Regions from separate parts of the Macaca mulatta genome. Here region 1 is linked to region 2. A link is a contact called in public Hi-C data. All regions are on one chromosome and are shown on one strand. Each heading gives the region's core, a stretch centred on a gene start, on an enhancer-like site or on the middle of the called end of the contact. The rest is flanking DNA. Distances are from core to core; before and after follow the strand shown.

The links. A called contact is a pair of places that touch in the nucleus more often than the background predicts.
Region 1: a Hi-C map of fetal cortex germinal zone shows a contact between it and region 2, with 2.4 times the contacts expected there. The contact joins the promoter of PRPF38B here to the promoter of STXBP3 in region 2. A contact is called at or near these places in 4 of 14 Hi-C or Micro-C datasets (blood, cortical neurons, fetal cortex germinal zone and 1 more).

Annotation. Positions count from the first base shown.
Region 1 is chr1:131,622,588-131,625,287 of T2T-MMU8v2.0, reverse strand. It overlaps PRPF38B (pre-mRNA processing factor 38B), which reads left to right and starts at 1,293. Exons shown (of 6, transcript XM_028830952.2): 1 at 1,293-1,856.
Region 2 is chr1:131,569,094-131,571,793 of T2T-MMU8v2.0, reverse strand. STXBP3 (syntaxin binding protein 3) reads left to right here and starts at 1,323. Exons shown (of 23, transcript XR_013400383.1): 1 at 1,323-1,435.

The DNA.
Region 1 (2,700 bases), core at 44-2,543, 54 kb before region 2:
TCTACCAAGCTTTTCATCCAAAGTGACTAGGGGTAAAGACTGTTTAAGACTATACAGAAAGATCATGTATCTGAGGAATTAAAAATAAGCCATACGATTAGGCAATGTGTCACTCAATAAACTCAATAAACTATTATTATCAAGGCAAAATATATATACACAAAAAGTAAGAAATGGGTTCAAAAAAATTTTTTTCTATGGACTTCTAACGTGGTAACTCATGACACAGGGGTTAGGATCTTCAGTTTTCCTTTGGAAGTTAATAAAAACCACTATAGAGAAAAACAAGATTTACTACTAAGAAGGTGAAAACTGCTTCTCCTCTTAGGGTTCTAGTTCTCTTGCAACCTAAAACAAAGGAACTGGACAGGATTACCACTTTTGTACTGTACAGCTCTAAACATTAATCAGTCACTCAATTCATTATTTATTTTTTTCTGTTTCCTTGTATTCTGTCATACAACTGTCTCTTGGTTTACCTACTTTTCTGCTTGTCTTCTCTCTCTCCTCCTGGTTTATTTTCATCCAGATGGGATTTTCCCCAAAGTTTCCATCGTCATTCTTTTCTTCTCCTCTGTGTATGCGCCACTGAAGTTAAGATTGCAACGTTCAAACTCCCCACACATTCACACCCCCATTCCCATTTCACAGTATCTCACCCAATGTTTACCACTCCGAACACATTCCTAGAATCGAAAGATCCAGAGCAGGGAGAAAAGAAAAGGCGCCTACCAGATGCCTGGAACAGTCTACTAAGCGCCACAAGTATATTAGCTTTTTCAGTGCTCTCAACAGCCCAGGCAGATGTTATCTCAATCTTACGGTTGAATAAATTTAAGACCTCTGGCTGGACACTAGAGGCTGGCGAAGGACGTGACCTTTGATCAGAATCTCCCGGAGGAGTGGGGTCCCTGACCATTGTCCCTTCCAGAGAACCTTAAAACAGACGCCAGGAGACCCTCTCGGATACTCTGCAGGAGTCAAGAGTCACGATATTAGCAAGCACATCGCAGCCATGCGAACCCTTTCTGGTTCAGCTCTCGACAAAAGAAATCAAGCCCCCAGTCAAAATACAACAACAACGGATTAAGCCTACCACCCTCTCCCCCGGCCCCCAAATTCTCAGGGGAAATCCCCTAAGAGTCAGGTAGGGAGGTCACTGCAGCGACTTCAGGTGCAGAGAACGCGGGGAACTAGGAAGAGGACGCTCCAGCCCACCTGGGCGTCTCTGATTGGCCGGCAGTTCAGCTTGGAACGCTGGGGTGCGTGGCGTCATATCCGCCGGGTCCGCCATCTTGTTCCCAGGGGCAGTTGGCGGAAGAGATCGATCTCACTTGCCGCCGGCTCCCCTTCTGCGTGGAGTTCTCGCGGACTGGGTTTCGCTGTTTGCTCTCGGCCCGGGGTCCTTTTGTCGGCGCCCTGGGTGCCCTCTCTTGCCCGGCTGGGGCACAGCAAGGCGGCCCCTTCTCCCGACGACGTTCCATGGAGTAGGGTCCCAGACCGTTGTCCCGAAGAGCGAGATCGAGCTTGGCCCCCTCCCCCCCCTCCTTCCTTCCCTCCCTCCTTCCTTCCGCCGCAACATGGCTAACAACAGCCCCGCGCTGACAGGCAACTCGCAGCCGCAGCACCAGGCGGCCGCTGCTGCGGCTCAGCAACAGCAGCAGTGCGGCGGCGGCGGCGCTACCAAGCCGGCGGTCTCGGGCAAGCAGGGCAATGTGCTCCCGCTCTGGGGCAACGAGAAGACCATGAACCTCAACCCCATGATCCTGACCAACATCCTGTCGTCGCCTTACTTCAAAGTACAGCTCTACGAGCTCAAGACCTACCACGAGGTGGTGGACGAGATCTACTTTAAGGTACGAAGCGTGTAGGCCTTGGCTTTGGGGGTAAGTTCGGAAGAGGGGCTATGGAGGAAACGGGCGAAGGCGGCCCCCGAAATCTGAAGATTTGTGGGTGGGGGAAGGTGGTTCGGCGGAGGGGGAGCTGCGGCCTGTAGTCTTCTCTGGGAGGGGTCGGACTGGGGCCGCCCTCTCGTTTCCATTTTAGATTTTTAGAGCCGGGAGAGCCCGCCACTATTGATCTCCTCCCCCAACCTTCTGCCCACCCCTGGGGGGAGTTCGGCAAGAGGGATTGGGGAGAGGAGGAAAGAGTAACAGAAGCCTTTCCAGTTTACAGCTTTAAAATTATTCCTTTTGACGTGGATCTACTGAGCGCCAACTTGTTGGTGCTTCTCCCGCTCACCCCTGGCCAGGGCGTGTAATGACTTCAGTATTGGCCTCGTGTTGTTGGTACTCACTATCCGATCCAGACAGGGAAATGGTCAGTGCGTGTGTGTCGGGTGGGGTTGGGGGGATGAGGGTGGAGAGGTGCCATTTCAAGAGGTGTACAGAAGGCCTGGAAATTTTCCCAGCAGGAAGTCAGGAGTAAGAGGTCTCAGCCACCTGTGCATTGGGCTAATTTAGAATTATCTGGGCCCTGGGCTTCTGCGGCAGGGTCGGTGCTGGCTTGGCTGTGCTGGGGAGCTCACCTGGCGCCTCCTCACTGCACTCTTGTCTCAGTTCTTGTTTCGTTAGCAGGATTGACTCAGTCTTGCAGCGAGGCTCGGAGCAGCCCAGGGTCGCAGGTAGAGGTATGCACTATTAATCATGCTCAATCGCCATAAATGCATTTCCCTGGTTAAATGAACGGCTAATTAGATTT
Region 2 (2,700 bases), core at 74-2,573:
CAGGCTGGTCTTAAACTCCTGGCCTCTATGAGTCATCCTGCCTAGGCCTCCCAAAAGTGCTGGGATTACAGGTGTGAGCCACCATGCCCAGCCTGTTCTTAATTCTTCATTCTCCTTTTCTCTCCTAAAAATCGCGGGTTATCCCACAGACTACTCTATTGCTTTCCATGTAGCCCAAGCCTGATCTTTGTTCCCACTCCACCACCAAGGGCATCCGTGGCAAGTTACTTAACTTCACTAAGCCTCAGTTTCCTTGTTGTTAGGGTTGCTTTGAGGATCAGTGAGGTAATCTGCTTAGCATGGTGCCTGGCATATGGTAAGTAAGCACTCAGTAAATATTAGACATTATTATTAGTAGTAGTATTTAACCACTTCTACTTCTGTGTGACCAGTTTGAATCTTTACAGCCACTAGTTCTTTGCAAATCCTTTTCGGAAAGCGTACTTTCTGCCAGTGTCATGATGGTTATCTCACAGTTAGGGCTCTTAGCAACTAAACTGATCTAATTTACGTTTGATGACTTTGATTTAAAGTCCCAAAAGAACCATGTCAGTAAACAGATTTCTGCCTAAACTTTGAGCTCAGATCTCCTCCTCTGTGAATCAACCTTCAACGATAATTTTTGATTCTGCAGCATTAACAGACCCTCCCTACATTTGTTGCACAAATTTGTTAATAAATGATTATTGTTTTGTTGGTTCATTTATGTATATCTTATCATTAAGGCATTCCATTTTTAAACCCAGTTTTAACTATCTGCAGCATTCCAGGAATCGCGCTCTTTAATTAGATTATAAATTCTTCAGGGGGAAGAGTCGGTCTCTCATTTCTTTGACTCTTCCAAAAGTCCAGCACAGTTCTTGGCACACTGGAGGGTACCTCACAGTTCTACGCAATTACTGTGTCCTTGAAAAATGAATGAAATACACTTTTGGGGACAGTACATTTTCTATTAGGTAGTTGGTATGGCTACTGAGTAAAATCTATTATGAATCGCCTCGCGAAGTGAAGGGTTCTTCTGTAAAGGGGAGGATCCTCCAGTCTTCGTGTATGTGTGAACTCGGAATTTCATAGACAGCCCTGTCTCACTATCGGTTTGGCACTTCGCCTTCCTAGGCCACAGGACGTCGAACCGCAGGCGACAGCCGCCTCCCGCGAGGGGGCGCCCGACTTCCCTCGGCGCTTCCACCCATACTACGCGGCCTCCGTCAGGCAGTGGGCGGAAATTTCCTTGCTGTCGCGCGTGACGTCACCGGAGGGCGAGGTCTGCAAGAGGGGGTGGGGCCTTCCCCTGCAGCGAGGGGCGGGGCCATCCCAACGCCGCTTTTGCGGCCAAAGTAGGTTGGGAGTGGAAGGTGGTGGCTGCTGTTCCGCAGTGTCGGGAAGATGGCGCCGCCAGTGGCAGAGAGGGGGCTAAAGAGCGTCGTGTGGCAGAGTGAGTGCGGTGGGGCAGGGGTTGAGAGAGGGAAGGCCGGGAGGCTGCCGTGCCGGGTCTCGTTTTGCAGCCCCAACCCAGCGGTCTGTTGAGTCGCCACCGCGAGCACTTGTTGCTTTGGCATCTGTGTGAGGACTTCTTCCTGCTTTCCTGCCCTGCCCTGTTCCTTGCCAGCACCAGGGATGGGCGGGGTGCGACGGGACGCGGCCTTCTAGTTGGCGTCGGGCACCCACTCGCCTCGGCCGCGCTCCTGGCCGCGAAGCTCCGCCCGGGGTGAGCTGCCCTGGCCCGGCTTTCCCTCCCGCGGGGCCCGCGCCTGTCCTCGGCCGCACTCTCTACTCATCTCTGCTCTTGTCCGCTCTCCACCAGTTGGGGATGTCTCTCCATCCGAGACAATTCGAGCGCTGTTTATTCCGCCCCCATCTCCACCCCACACTGGAGTTTGCAAGGACTGTTTATTCTGCTTATTCGTGTTAGTATCAACCCGTGCTTTTCAAAAAAAAAAAAAAAACCCTCACTGTTTAACAGACTCCTCTTTCCCTATTCCGAGAGGAACCTACTTTCTGAAAAGTTCTTGAGAAGGGACCATTGGAATGACCGGGTGTCCAGCCGTGACATCTTCCTGCATAGCCCGGGCTGGAGCCGCCGCTCCTTCCGTTTTCCCTACACTCTCGGGGGCCCCCTCCCTGCTGTTAGGACCGGACTTCTTATTGGTTACTGATGTTCTGCGGTGTCATCCACAACTTTCATAAACATCGCTCCAAACCTAGGTCTGGCAGGTTAAAGAATGAAACCACCTAACAGGAATAACCATCATTGTCTGGCATTTCTGAGTTCAAAATAATTATGGCCTAGTAGTGGAAAGGGTGTAGCATCTAAGTATTTCTTAGTCCAACTTGTTGAACAAAAAACAGAAATGATTTAGTCAGCAGAATTCTGGGAGTTCCTTGTCTAAAATTAAAAATCCAAATCAGTAACTGGGATAGTGCTTAACATATAGCAGGCACTAAGCAAATGTATAAATAGGTGAAAAATATGAAATTATCTTTTAAAAGATTAATTTTAAGGTTGGCGTTTGCTTTTTCAAGATTTACATGGCTGACTTTTTAAGATTTGGGGGTGTTTTAAAACAGTGGTATTTAAATACATTTATGTGAAAATGGGTAACAAATTGTGTTGTATAAATAATTTCCAGATATATGTTATTAACATCAGCATGTATGCATTTAAGCCAGTTCTTTACATATTGAATCATAAGCTTTTTC